2 separate regions of the Zea mays genome follow, and region 2 is linked to region 1. A link is a contact called in public Hi-C data. All regions are on one chromosome and are shown on one strand. Each heading gives the region's core, a stretch centred on a gene start, on an enhancer-like site or on the middle of the called end of the contact. The rest is flanking DNA. Distances are from core to core; before and after follow the strand shown. Region 1 has its middle 130 kb from the start of TRNAW-CCA. Region 2 has its middle 32 kb from the start of LOC103635159.

Region 1 (7,765 bases), core at 1,694-4,193:
CCTTCCCCCACCGTGCGACAGCGACAATGGCGGCCGACAGCCCGCCCGCCGGCGGCGGAATCGACGACGTCTTCCCCGCGTGGTGGAAGAACAACATTCGAGCTCGCCCCGTCCCCTCCCCCACCGACGGAGGAGGAGGCGGGGCAACCAAGGCCAAGCAGGAGGCGGCACCTCGTCGGCTGTCGAGCGAGTCGACGGCGCCGACGCCCCAACGGGGGGCACGTCGGGCATCAACCCCGCGTCTGAGACGAAGACAAGCACCGTCTCCCCGCAACACGCCAACCCCAAGCAAACGAACGACGCCAGCACGCTCGCGAAGGACTTGCTGGGCGTCACCCTCGTACCTGAGACGACGGTGCAGTCAGTCCCTAACGTGACTTCGTCACCGCCCGTCGACCAAGAGGTACCAACCGATTCCCGTCTCACGCCTTTTGGATTCAGCCTCGACCCGCCAAGCGACTTCGCTTTGGTGGACACTCTCGTAGAGGCGAGTCCAAACCCTCTGGGGTATCGTATGCGGTCACCCTGGGACCGGCTGACGAACGTCTCGACCTACGGGCCCTCGAGGTCCGAGGAAGATGACGAGCCCGACTTCTGTTGGGATTTCTCCGGACTTGGTAACCCCAGCGCTATGCGGGACTTTATGACCGCGTGTGACTACTGCCTTTCCGACTGTTCCGACGGTAGCCGCAGCCTCGGCGACAAGGAGTGCGGCCCAAGTCGTGAATGTTTCCACGTCGATCTAGGGGGTCCCTCCGAAGGCAACCATCTTGGTATTCCGGAGAACGGTGATCTCCCTAGGCCTGTGCCTCGCGTTGACATCCTACGGGAGCTAGCTGTGGTCCCCGTTCCGGCGGGGGGTCATGACCCACAGCTTGAACAAATCCGCGGCGTGCAGGCCAGACTCGACGAGGGAGCAGGAACACTTGAGCCGATCCGCCGGGACGTCGGGCAGGAATGGGCGGGCCAACCTCTGGCCGGAGAAGTGCGTCATCTACCCTAGGGTATCCAGCACCGCATCGCCGACGATGTCAGGGTAAGGCCGCCACCCACTTCCAGTGGAGTCGGCCAGAACCTGGCTGCAGCGGCAATGCTTCTCCGCGCCATGCCGGACCCATAAACCACCGAGGGGCGGCGAATTCAGGGAGAGCTCAAGAATCTCCTGGAGGACGCCGTGGTCCGACGGGCCGAAAGCTCCGCCTCCCGAAGGTAGGGGTACCCCTCGGAACATCGCGCCGTGACTTCCCGATTCATGCGGGAAGCCTCGGTCCACACCGGGCGCACGCGCAACACAGCGCCTACGGCCCCGGGTCGCCTCGGCAACGAGCACCACCACCGTAACCGTCGGGCCCACCTCGATGAGAGGGTGCGCCGAGGCTACCACCCCAGGCGTGGGGGACGCTATGACAGCGGGGAGGATCGGAGTCCCTCGCCCGAACCACCCGGTCCGCAGGCTTTCAGCCGCGCCATACGACGAGCGTCGTTCCCGACCCGGTTCTGAACCCCGACTACTATCACAAAGTACTCGGGGGAGACGAGACCGGAACTGTGGCTCGCGGACTACCGGTTGGCCTGCCAACTGGGTGGAACGGACGATGACAACCTCATCATCCGCAACCTCCCCCTGTTCCTCTCCGACACCGCTCGCGCCTGGTTGGAGCACCTGCCTCCGGGGCAGATCTCCAACTGGGACGACCTGGTCCAAGCCTTCGCCGGCAATTTCCAGGGCACGTACATGCGCCCTGGGAACTCCTGGGATCTCCGAAGCTGCCGACAGCAGCCAGGAGAGTCTCTCCGGGACTACATCCGACGATTCTCGAAGCAGCGCACTGAGCTGCCCAACATCACCGATTCAGATGCCATCGGCGCGTTCCTCGCCGGCACCACCTGCCGCGACCTGGTGAGCAAGCTGGGTCGCAAGACCCCCACCAGGGCGAGAGAGCTGATGGACATCGCCACCAAGTTCGCCTCTGGCCAGGAGGCGGTTGAGGCCATCTTCCAGAAGGACAAGCAGCCCCAGGGCCGCGCACCAGAAGATGTCCCTGAGGCGTCAACTCAGCGCGGCGCCAAGAAGAAAGGCAAGAAGAAGTCGCAAGCGAAACGCGACGCCACCGACGCGGACCTTGTCGCCGCCGCCGAGTACAATCACATGATATGCCAATGCTTATGATGTCATGCTCAAGTTTTAGTGGCAGTAACACCAGGGGTGTTACAGCTATGAGGTCATGGGTTCGAGAACCACAAAAATCGGAGTTACCGTTATAAAGTTATGAATTTTCGAAGGTTTACGTGTTTTAAACAGGAAAACTATGTCCTATGTTGATTATTATAAATCATGTGAGAAAGATATTCCTAAGAAAATCATTAATTTAATTTTAATTCAAGTTATAACTTGATTAGAAAGCATATTTTAGTCAAATTATAACTAGGGACTGAAAACATTACTTTAATTTTAATTAGAGAAGTTAATCAGATGAACATAGGGTAAACACATTATTTAAAAACATGTTACATGATAAAAATAAGGTTACCAAAGGGTAGATATTTTATTACGAAGCTAACACAACTTGAACAGGGAAAATCGGAGCAGAAACGAAGAAGATATGACTTTCCTAAGGTTTTACATTTATTTTTACACTTAAAACTATTTTTTTCCAGATTTCTTTTAAGCTTCGCGGACTGCGCCCACTATTCTCTAGAATCTCAGGGGGTCAAATGCAAATTCCAGGACCCATTGGTGATGGTTCTTTCATTGCCGTGGACTGCGGGATAAATCTGTAAAACTACGAGGGTTTCTTAATAAGATAGCCATGACTGGCACATGCGCGTGACTTTTGGCCCTCAGATCCTCATCAGACGGCTAGAGTTAAACCCGAACAGGTATGCACCCGCGGTCGACCGATCACGATCCGAAGGTTCAGATTTTAAAGTGATGCGAGCGAATCTGGTGCGTACATCAAAGATGAACGGTCACGATTCTATTAGATGAAAGGGTACGCCTATGACCTAATCTGGGTCGTTCATTGAATCAAGGGTCACCGCACCGCCCCCAACCACACCCTGGCTGCCAGGCACCACCCAGAGATGGCGGCACCGCCGCGCGGCGAGGTACGCCGGTGAACGGCCGAATCAAAGCCGCGGCGCAAAAATTGGTCACGGGTGGGCGCAACACACCGAGGAGGGTCATCCGAATTGATTAAATAGCTTATCACCAGTAATGGAGGCAGCAACAGGGTTGCCCACGGCGTCACGCGGATCCGCAGCGGTGTTTGGTCGACGACGAGCAATCTCGCGATTGTCGATCCATTGCGCGCCCAGCAAGATTCTCACCGGTTGCAGAGGGCGCGACGATCCGGAAATCAGAGTTTTCATCGCGCGGCGCAACCATCCTTCACTCACCCATCAATGGCGCTCCGGGATGCACGGTGCCCATGGTCGCAGAACCCATGGTGACTAGAGGGATGGCTCGATTGATGAAAGGCTTAGGTTTTTATAGTGCGACGAAGTTCGGATTTGATCCATCATCCAGAATTGCGCGCGCGGATATCGTGGCGGAGATCGCGGCGCCCCCAAGTGGTTGTTACCGCTCCCACTTCTGATCCATGGGGGGGGGGGGGGGGGGGGAATAGAGCTAGCACAGGGTCCTCCCGGCAGCGCCTGAACATGGATCGCCCGCATGGCAGAGAAGGTCATGCCACGCGTGCGAGCCGAGTAGAACCTTCCTTGTCGCGTGAGTGTACTCTGTGGGGAAGACGTTCCTGACGAGTCGGCCCCACGAGCCAGCTACACCAGGGTCTGAGAGATCCCTCCCGTGACCATGCTGTGCTGGGCTGCCACGACGGGCCCACCCAACAGCGTCAGGCGCACGCCAGCGGGAAGCAAAAGATTGGCCACTAGCCCACTAGGCCCATGGTGTAAGCGCGCGCGGCGTGGGGAAAATGGAGGAGTGGGCCTCCAGGGAGGTTTCAGCCCAAGTGCTTTTGTTCTCTTTTTTTTCTAACTTTATTTCCTGTTTTGTTTCTCCTTTTTATTTTAAACCTAAAATTTGAATTCAAATCTTGTTGCGAATTTGTACTAAAATTTGAATGTATGTTTTGAACATGCCATTATGGGATGGGTTTCTTTTCTTGTAAATCTATTTTGTCTTTCATAATATCTCTCTCTTTCTTTTTTTTCTGTATTATTTCCAATTCCCTAAATTGTACTTTTTGGTTAAATCTAAATTATCAAACTATTATCATATTTTCATTAGTATTGTTTTATTATTAAATGCACAAACAAACAAAACCTCAACATGATACAAATTTTATTGAGGTATTATTTATTTTAAACATGTCTCCTAATAATTCTTAAGAATGAGAAGGCATTACACATAAATTTTTATTCCTCTATTTTCTAAAGTTGGGTATTATAGCCCCAGTGCTATTTGTGGAGAAGAAGGACGGAACAAAAATGATGTGCATTGATTACAAATCTTTGAATGAAGTCATTGTCAAAAACAAGTACCCTCTGCCAAGAATTGAAGACTTATTCGACCAGTTGAGAGAAGCCAGTGCATTCTCAAAGATAGATCTGAGGTCAGGTTACCATCAGCTCAGGATCCGACCCTCGGATATATCAAAGACAACATTTATCACCAAGTATGGGTTGTATGAGTTCACAGTCATGTCATTCAGCCTGACGAATGCGCCAGCTTATTTCATGTACTTGGTGAACAGTGTGTTCATGGACTACCTCGTCAAGTTCATAGTGGTGTTCATTGATGATATCCTTATATATTCCCAGAATGAACAAGAGCATGAAGAGCATTTGAGAAAGGTACTGCAAAGGCTACGAGATTGTCAACTGTACGCCAAGCTTAGCAAGTGCGAGTTCTGGATCAGCGAAGTCCTGTTCTTGGGGCATATTATAAACTGAGATGGATTAGCTGTAGATCCAAAGAAGGTAGCAGCGATTCTGGTCTGGAAAGCACCGAAAGATGTCCGAAGAATCAAGAGTTTCATCAGAATGGCCGGTTACTATCAGCGTTTCATTGAAGGTTTCTTCAAGATTGCCAGGCTAATGACAGCATTATTGGCAAAGAAGGTTGAGTTCAAATGGACCCCAGCGTGCCAAGAATCATTTGAGACGTTGAAGAAGAAGTTGACATCAGCGCCGGTATTGATTCTGAAAAATGTTCACAAGCCATTCTCAGTATATTGTGATGCTTCATACACCGGACTGGGATGTGTATCGATGTAGGAAGGGAAAATAGTGGCATACTCGTCCCGCTAGCTGAAGATTCATGAGAAGAATTATCCCACTCATGATCTGGAGCTAGCAGCAGTGGTTCATGCACTGAAGACCCGGAGACACTATTTGTATGGGCAGAATTGTGATATCTACACGGATCACAAGAGTCTTAAGTACATATTCACTCAGTCAGAGCTAAACATGAGGCAGCGAAGATGGCTAGAGTTGATCAAAGATTATGAGCTGGAGATACATTATCATCCAGACAAAGCAAATGTGGTTGCAGCTGCTTTGGGCAGAAAGAGTCAAGTTAATATGTTGGCTGCTCACCCGATGTCGTACGAGCTAGCAAAGGAATTCAACAGGCTGAGTCTCGGATTTTTGAACAACACTCAAGGAGTGACAGTTGAGCCGGAACCCACTATAGAGCAAAATATCAGGAAAGGTCAGAAAGATGATGAGAAGATCAACGAGATCCGGCAGCTGATCATAGATGGGAAAGGTCCAGATTTCCGTGAAGACGCAGAAGGAGTGATATAGTTCAAGGATAGACTGTGTGTTCCCGACATCAAATCGATCCGGGAACTGATTCTCAAGGAAGCTCATAAGACAGCATATTCTATATACCCTCGTAGCGAGAAGATGTACCAAGACCTAAAGAAAATATTCTGGTGGTATGGTATGAAAAGGGAGATAGCAGAGTACGTTGCCAGATGCGACAGTTGTCAGAGAATCAAGGCAGAACATCAGAGGCCCAAAGGTTTGTTGTAGCCGTTGCAGATTCCTTAGTGGAAATGGGATGAGATTGGGATGAACTTTATAGTCGGTCTGCCCCGCACTCGAGCTGGTTATGACTCCATCTGGGTAGTAGTGGACCGTTTAACAAAGGTGACCCATTTCATACCAGTCAAGACCACCTATAACAGTGCAGTGTTGGCAGAATTATTTATGTCTCGGATTGTGTGCTTGCATGCTGTTCCAAAGAAGTTAGTATTAGATAGAGGCACCTAGTTTATTTCTCATTTTGGCAGCAGTTGCATGAAGAGTTGGGCACACATTTGAAGTTCAGTTCAGCTTATCACCCGCAGACAGATGGTCAAAAAGAGAGAACCAACCAGATTCTTGAAGACATGTTGAGAGCTTGTGCTTTGCAAGACAAGTTAGGTTGGGACAAGAGGCTATCGTATGCAGAATTCTCCTACAACAACAGCTACCAAGTCAGTCTAAAGATGACACCATTCCAAGCACTCTATGGAAGGAATTGCAGAACTCCATTGCATTGGGACAAACCCGGTGAAAGGCAGGTGTACGGTCTAGATATTCTACTTGAAGCTGAAGAGAACATCAGAATGGTTCAAGAGAATCTGAAGACAGCGGAGTCCAGATAGCGAAGCTATGCTGACACCCGAAGAAGAGAACTGAGTTTTGAAGTGGGAGATTATGTCTACTTGAAAGTGTCACTGATCAGAGGAATCAAAAGGTACAGAGTCAAAGGCAAGCTAGCACCACGATACATCGGACCGTACCAGATTCAAGCAAGACGCGAAGATGTGGCATATCAACTCAGCTTACTAGAAAATCTATCAGTCATGCATGACGTGTTCCATGTGTCTCAGCTGAAGAAATGTTTGTGAGTCCCAGAAGAGTAGTTGCCAATAGAGGACCTTGAAGTTCAAGAAGATATGACATATATTGAGAAGCCAACTCAGATTCTAGAGACAGTAGACTGGGTCACTCGGAGAAGCACCATCTGGATGTGCAAAGTTAGATGGGGCCATCACTTAGAAGAAGAAGGAACATGGGAAAGAGAAGATGATTTGAAAGCCAAGTACCCTGAACTCTTTGCTAGCCAACGCTGAATCTCGAGGGCGAGATTCTTTTTAAGGGGGATAGGTCTGTAACACCCTGAATTTGGAGGAATAGAATTTCTTTCTAAGTATCTACCAAATTCAAGTGTTACTCTTGTCTCTCTCTAGTTTCTCTCTCTCTCTTTTTCTTTTAGCTAGAATTAGGTTAACTAGGAAATGGATTAATTATTTATTTTGTCAAAACAATGTGAGTCATGAAATATTGCATCATGCCGAGTTTAAGGTATTCTTTGAATTGTTGCACATGTTGGAATTAGTTTGAATTTGAATTGGTATTTGAATTTGAATTGAGAAAATAAAAGGAAAAAGGATTTGAAATTCAGAAAATAAAAAGAAAAGGAAAACAGCCCGAAACCCCCCTCCCGCTCAGCCTTTCGGCCTAGGCCGGCCCAACTAACCCTCCCGCGCGCGTGCCCGCAACTGCTGGCAGGCGGGCCCCACCTATCAGCGCCGCGACCCGCCCTCTCACTCCCCCTCTCTTCCTCTGCCTGGTGGGACCGATTAGTCTGCGCCAACCCCCTTCACGCGCGCGTTTCCTTCTCTCACTGTCCCGTAGACCCCTCTCGTCAGCCCGTCTGCCCGTTCCGCCGTTCGTTCTTGCTGTCCCGTGGACCCTGCCCGTCAGACCCATCCTCCTCCTCCACAACCGCCGCGCCCATGGCGTG
Region 2 (7,765 bases), core at 3,617-6,116, 430 kb after region 1:
ATGGATTTACAAAAAGAATTTGCAAAAACAAAACATGTGGTGCAAACGTGGTCCAAAATGTTACATAAGAAAGGAACATTCCATGCATATCTTGTAAAGTAGTTATATTGGCTCAATTCCAAGCAACCTTTACACTTACATTATGCAAACTAGTTCAATTATGCACCTCTCTATTTGCTTTGGTTTGTGTTGGCATCAATCACCAAAAAGGGGTAGATTGAAAGGGAATTAGGCTTACACCTAGTTCCTAAATAATTTTGGTGGTTGAATTGCCCAACACAAATAATTGGACTAACTAGTTTGCCCAAGTGTATAGATTATACAGGTGTAAAAGGTTCACACTCAGCCAATAAAAAGACCAAGTTTTGGATTCAATAAAGGAGCAAAGGGGCAACCGAGGGCACCCCTGGTCTGGCGCACCGGACTGTCCGGTGTGCCACCGGACAGTGAACAGTACCTGTCCGGTGCACCAGGGGACTCAGACTCAAACTCTTCGCCCTCGGGAATTCTCGGAAGCCGGCGCGCTATAATTCACCGGACTGTCCGGTGTGCACCGGACATGTCCGGTGCTCCAAGAAAGCGCGGTCTCCAGAACTCGCCAGCCTCGGGTTCGCGCGGCAGCCGCTCCGCTAAAATTCACCGGACTGTCCGGTGTGCACCGGACTGTCCGGTGTGCCAGCGGAGCAACGGTCATCTTCGCGCCAACGGTCGACTCTGACAGTAAACAGTGCAGAACAGTACACGCGGCAGAAGTCAGAGCAGAGGATCAGAGAGGCACCGGACTGTCCGGTGTGCACCGGACTGTCCGGTGCCACATGAGGACAAAAGCCTCCAACGGTCGACCAGCTCCAACCCCAACGGATAGGATGACGTGGCTGGGGCACCGGACATGTCCGGTGTGCACCGGACTGTCCGGTGCGCCCATCGCCAGCAGCTTCTCCAACGGCTACAAAATTGGATGGTGGCTATAAATACCACCCCAACCGGCCATTTTAAAGGGTGGGAGTCCAAGCAACATTCCAAGTCATCTAGTTGACATACTTAAGCCCTCCCAACCATCTATATTCATTGATCCATCCTATACACAAGATTTAGTCCACTACAACCAACACAAGTGCCACAAAAGAGAGAGCAAGCAATTGAGAGCTACTCAATTGAGTTTAGCCTAGCGCCTTGTGAGATTCATTGAGAGATAGTGTGTGCTACATCTTTGTGTTCATTTGCGCGTGGAGTTTTCGACTCCCATTCGAACTTCCTCCAAAGTGTTGGAGGCTTGTAAAAGATAGCAAGAGACACCAAAGATTGTGGTGGTCCTTGTGGGATCGAGAGCGATCCTTGAGAAGAAGAAGAGCTCGCCGATCCTTGTGTGATCGGGAGAGAGGGAAAGGGTTGAAAAAGACCCGTCCTTAAGTGGACTCCTCAACGGGGACTAGGCCTTCGAGGGCCGAACCTCGGTAAAACAAATCACCCGTGTTCATTGTGCTTTTGCTTGTGATTTGTTTGCTTTCCCTTACTCTAAGTTCCCTTACTCTAAGTTCTCTTGCACTATTCTTTGCTCATATCATTTGGTGTTGCTTCAAGTTAAAATCTCATTTAAGTGAAGCAACACTCCGCAAGAAAAGAACTTGAGTTAGTGCTCTTTTTCATCTAAGCTTTCTTGCTTCGTTATCATAGAATTATTAGTTTTATCACTTCCGCATTATTTGAAAGCTATACTCTTACTAGCAAGAACTTAGTTTTTATACTTCAATAATTGTTCATCTTGTTCTAACCACTAATCAAAGGATCTAGTTGGGGGATAAAGTTTTAATTTTCAGGTTTCGCCTATCCACCCCCCCCCTCTAGGCGACTTTCACCATCTCTTCCGAAAAGTTGGCATGGGACAGCTTGACCCAGAGCGAGCACCGAAGCTATAACAGCCAAAATTGTTATGATATTGCTCTTTACCCCAGGGTTTCGTCTCATATAATAGTTCGTGCATATTGCAGAAACTTTTTGCATTTGGCTCCAAGCCCTGGCTCCTCACGGCCCATACGAAGATTCCCATTCTTATGATAGCTTCGGGAGTAAGTTGATGAAGGTAGACCTGATACATCTTCAGAACTTCAACCACAAATCTGTTTAAGGGGAACTGAAGCCCAGCTTTAAAAAAGCTTCGGAAGATCACGACTTCATTCTCTTCGGGAGTAGGCACAGTCCTCTCTCCGTCATCTGCCCTCACAGTAGACATGTCTCGAAAATATCTTCCCCTCATGTTATCAAGATGACTCTGTTTAATACTCGATTTTCCGAAGACTGTGTGACTTGGTCGCCACGGTCGATCTTCGGAGTCTTCACCCCCACTTTCTACATCATAGCTGTCACTTTCACAGGTATCTTCAGATAAGCCTTCTAAAATTTCTCTAGTAATCTTCTCTGTATTTGTTCTCGCTATCGATTCAAGAAAGCCCAGATTCTTCTCCTCAGAAAGGCTCAGTTTCATTTCAGCAACAGCTTTCTTTTCCTGAGACATCTCTTCGAAAATGCTGAAAATGTGCTCTTAGGGCCGAAGCTAAAAAATTTTAAAAGCTGGACAAGCGTTTGTAGGCAAAGAGCTATTTGAGCAGGCAAAGCAGATGGCAAGAAAGCGTCCCAAATGAGCTCGCGGTCGGATCATATTTATATGCCTAGGGCGTTGCAAGTGGGAGGGTCCCGCTTGTCATTGACTGTTGCTATTCTAGCAAAGGGAAGGTGTTTTTTCGGACCTTCGGCCTAGGGCCTTCGTCCATATCGCAATCTGAATTTATCATCCTAACAAATTAATATTGCGAGGGGCTACTGTTGGGGGCCTTCGACTTCCGAAGGTCCTCAAAAACATGATTTAACAATGTTTCTGGAGTATAATACATGAACAGGTACCTTCGGACTCGGATCAGAACCACAATATGAAGAAGTACAAAGAATGCAAAGGTTGGCGCAGAACCGAAGCTATTCGCGGGGGACCTTCGGCATGATAGCAGAAAGGCAAACTGACTTAAAAGGGAAAATGCTATTTAAACCTCGATGGATTACTATAGAGTCATTAGCAAAAGTAAAGGGCATGAGTGTAATTTTACATGGGCTGCGTCCCGTGCCTATAAATAGATGAACAGTGCTCCCGTACTGTTCACGTTGACTTGGCATTTGCTTTTGCATCACGCTTGTACTCTTTATTTTCCTTCAAGCCGAAGGTACACTTGTAATAAGTTATCATTTCTATTTACTCATAGTAATAAAATAAGAATAATCCAATGATAACAAAATATTTAATTGTTCATGCTGTTTATTATACTTCATATGAATTCCTCTTCATTTTTATATGTTGTGCTTACAAAGGTATGTTCTTCGTAACCTTCGTCCGAGAGTCGTTATATCCTAAGAGAAATAATGCCCCGAAGGACGAAGGACTTTAACGTTTAACACCTTAATTCATCTCCACCCAAGTTATATCTTTAATTAGAGAATCTATTTTAGTCAGGTTATAATTATCAACAGATTAACTTTGATTTAGAAAGGTTAGAACACAAGTTAAATGAATATCTCTTTATAAAAGTCTATGATATGACACAAATATTGTAATTATTGTGTATGCAATTTTACTACGAAGTCGACACAAATTGAACGAATTAAAATAGAGTTAAAATCATGAAGTTATGATCTTTCTAAGATTGAGTCATTATTATTGTACTAGAAAGTGACTTATGCATTTATTCTTACTGATCTCACAGCTGAATGGACTAGGGGCCTGATTCCAGGAAGACTCAGGGGCTACAACGATAAAACCAGGACTTAGTTTTAACGGTTCTAGAGCTGTGCGGACCCGCAAGCAATACATAAAGAGTCCGGGGTCCCCTCTGAAAAACCACTCGACGAAGAGGTATGGGCCGACTACGGCCATTGGATCTCTAACGGAGCGTCCGAATTAGTTCGATCAATAAGTTGAATCGGTACACAGTTGTGACCCTTGGATCTGAAATCAAGAGTGTTGATTTTAAATTACAGAGATCCCCATCGGATCCGCCCGATCCAACACCAGCGGCCCGGAATCGATCCTCCTTTAGGCCTTGTTCGTTTCTGCCGGATTGATGGGTCAGAACGATTCCTGACCGGATTGCTTCTCTAATTTATATAAACTTTGATTAGCTGGAACGATTCCGGGTGCAATCCAACGGAAACGAACAAGGCCTTAAAACGAACCGATAAACAACTACGATCATCGGATCACGGATCGATGGCCCCAAATTCGCCCACGACACGTGTTGACCCCAACCCGTCATCAAGGATCCAATGGTCCATAGCCTTCTTCCCCACACTGATGCTTCAGATGAACGACACCGCCCACCAAACATGGTGGCGATACCACCAGCGCGTAGCCGTCCCTCGAGCCCGAGCTACCAACGCCCTACTAACCGCTGCTACGTGAATACGGGAACCAGGGGAGCTAGAGTTGGGGGGCTCACTGCAGTTGCAGAGGTGAGAGGGAGGCCGGTCGAAGACACCGTGTGGCACCGACCAGCAATGAAGTTAAGACCGTTCGCGGCATTCTCTGCTGATTGCCCTTGCACCAATACCTAGGTCTAGGCCACGGGCCTGCTCGACTCTGATAGCAACGACGACGAGCACTACCCTCTCACGTCGTCGGCGCTCAGTGATGCTGGGTTCAATACGCAACCGCGACGACCAGGAGGAGGGCGATGTGTTCGTGGTTCGACACTTTTATTTAACCAGGGAAATCAGAACAACTTCCCCCGTGACCGACGAGTCTGTTACAGGTCTGCGCATGGCTGGCTGTGAATTGCACACGGCGGAAAATTGGCTCGCAAGGGACCCACATGGCGGTTGCGTGGGATGAGGAAGTGGGGAGGTGGGCCAGCCGCAAGGTGATGATGTGGGCCGAGGTGAGTAGATTTGAGCCTAGATGTAGGTAGTCTTTCCCCCTTTTTCTTTATTTTCTTTTATATCTTCCTATTTTGTTTCCTAATTTTCAAATTTGGATTTCAAGTTCAAATTTGGTCTCCAATTTGCACTCAAATTTTAGTGAACAAATCGAACACCTCAGCATAAATGCAAATCCATAATTTTATTTATTTATTTTACCATATCTTTGAAAAATGATTTTGAATACACCAATTATGCTCACACAATGTATATTAAGAAACTAATCTCTAATCTTTATTATTTGTTAAAACGTATCTTAGCTTAAATTTTTTTAGAAGATATTTATAAATGTTTTATTCAATTAATTCACTCATATAGGGATCTCCTATATATTCTCCTATTTGAAAACATATTTATTCAGGTCACAGAATAAACTTTCTTAAATTATCCAAAAATATGATTTTAGGGTGTTTACACGTATGAAACTCATCTCCTTTACCTTAGCATTTTTATTTCATCTCCCTTTTTATTATAGGACTTTACAAGCATACCTTCGGCTCCTTAACACAAAGTGGCACAAATGATCTTCGAAGGCTAAGCAACACGAAGCTTTGGCCCTCGAAAAGGTGCTTTGTGCAGTGCACTGTTCATCTATTTATAGGGAAGATGAACCGCCTTTGTACAAAATTACAATCATGCCCCTTAAGGCTTTACACTTATTGTTCACAAATGTCTTTGAAGATGATACAATGCTTGATGAAGGACCTTTTGACCAAGAATTGGATGGTCGAAGGTATAGGGTTCATGATGCCGCGGGGAAAGTCATGGGTGCGACGTAGGTGGCCAAAGCATCGGTTTTGCTGAACAACTTGGATACCCTTTGGGGTCTACTATCTTCGGGGCCGGCCAAACGATTACTTGTACTGCTGCCCAGACAATATGGAAACTAAAGTATGTCGCTACATGATAGATAATATTGTTTTCTCGAAGTCGGAGGCCATGCTCTCAACCATGTCCTCCGAGGACTTTTCTGATTGCTTGGCTTACACGCATCTTAAGGTAATTTCTATTGATTTTTGTTTTTGAGCTTTGGGTTGACTTGATGGAATAATTTACTTATATTTCTCTTTTCATGTCTTACAAGGTTTGCTTCTGATGAAGACCCTGAGGAACAAGAAAAATGTTGAGGACGAAGCTGCCCTAAAGAGACAATGAAGCTTAGGTTCGAAGTGTGCAGGCTTCATTTTGATTGCGATGACAAGGAAAAATCTTTCAAGATTCTAGAGAAGGATTTCATTGAAAGTCGAACCAATGTCCAGACTATGCGCGAAGAGAAAAGTAAGCTTGAGGAAACAATGGGGAGAAAAATATCAGAGCTTGAAGCTTCTAACGCTAAAAAGGACAACCAAATTGCATCGCTTGTGGCTGAGCTGAAGCGAGGAAAAGAAGAACATGAAGTTGAAACAACAAAGATGATGCAAGCATCTGTCGAAGTAGCCGTTAATCTTAGCAGTGCTCAGGTGACAATTGATGACCTGAAAGATGAAGTGAATCTCTTGAGAGGACTCAATGAAAACTACCAAATCCTGTTAGCCAACTGTCACACCCTCGGCAACAGATGCCATAATGAGTTGTTGAAACCCTTCTCCTCGACCGAGGCTTTGTCTAAAGAAAAGAATTTATCAGTTGGTGACTTGGAGGGCCTAATGAGGTGGTTGCTCAATGAGACCCGTGCTTTTAAAAGTGTTCTCTCAGCACAAGAGGACTATTTTGTTTGGATAGGCGCCCAAAGCACTGCTTCAGTTTTCCTGAAAGCCAGGTGCAATCATCTAATGGTTTGGACTGACCCTAATTATAGTTTCTTTGGACCACATTCGAAGATCCACTATTGAAGCTTTGAAGTGGTCTAAAAAATTCTTATTTGAAAAATGGAAGTTGGGCGGAAAAGAAATAAGTATCCAAGAATCTATAAAGAACAAGGAGAACGTTTGTACTTTGTTACCTTTGTCTTTACCTTCGTGGGGCATGTACATACTAACTTCCCAAAATCTCTATAAGCACAATAGGCAGCTGAAAGAGTTGTAGATATTAGGAAGAAGCTTCAAAGCAAAAAAGCCGAAGGTATTTGACTATTCGCTTCTGTTAAATTTAGTGTACTCATGTTTTAGCAATTGCTTTAATAATCCTTGTTGTAAAGTCACCACTTCATAGGTAATAATTGAAGTGAAACATACTAAAGCCGAAGCAAAAGATGCTACTGTTGAAGCCAAATCAATCTCTGCCAGAGCTGCAAAAAAAGCCATAGATGATGTTATCCTCAAGATTTGCGAGCAAATTTATGACGAAGTAATGCAAGGCAACACAGAGAATTGATTATATAATGTGAGAAATAGTGATTGTTTGTTGTAATATTTTTGGTGGTGCTAGGTGTCTAAATGCTTTTGAGATTTTTTTCAAATGATATGTAATATTTGTATCTCTTCTATTTTTGCTTCTTTGCCTTTCTTTTGTGATGTGTGAAATTTTTATTCAACATGTGTTTTTGAGCCGAAGGCAAAAAACACCTTTCCTTCTTTTCACACATTACAAAGGAAATCATAGTTCTGCATTCCCTTAAGAACGTCTTTAGAGTTTTTATGCTATTAGTTAGGTGAAATGAATTGTACCTCTGCATTCCCTTAGGAACGACTTCGGAGCTTTTTCACTGTTACTTGGGTGAAATGACACGTAGCTTTGGATTCCCTTAGAAACGACTTCAGAGCTTTTTCACTATTACTTGGGTGAAATGGCATGTAGCTCTGCATTACCTTAGGAACAACTTCAGAGCTTTTTCACCGTTACTTAGGTGAAATGAATCGTAGGTCCGCAT

What was found. A called contact is a pair of places that touch in the nucleus more often than the background predicts.
Region 2: a contact with region 1 is called in a Hi-C map of ear, with 3 times the contacts expected there. The contact joins two enhancer-like sites. A contact is called at or near these places in 2 of 25 Hi-C or Micro-C datasets (ear and leaf).

What each region holds. Positions count from the first base shown.
Region 1 is chr8:47,245,743-47,253,507 of Zm-B73-REFERENCE-NAM-5.0, forward strand. No RefSeq gene overlaps it. Among protein-coding and RNA genes, the nearest start is that of TRNAW-CCA, 130 kb to the left of the region's middle. Within about 2 kb of position 2,944, at least 18 of the 20 cell types and tissues checked have an H3K27ac peak or open chromatin away from gene starts, as enhancers often do. A contact at or near this core is called in ear and leaf, where this site is marked.
Region 2 is chr8:47,674,640-47,682,404 of Zm-B73-REFERENCE-NAM-5.0, forward strand. No RefSeq gene overlaps it. Among protein-coding and RNA genes, the nearest start is that of LOC103635159, 32 kb to the left of the region's middle. Within about 2 kb of position 4,867, at least 14 of the 20 cell types and tissues checked have an H3K27ac peak or open chromatin away from gene starts, as enhancers often do. A contact at or near this core is called in ear and leaf, where this site is marked.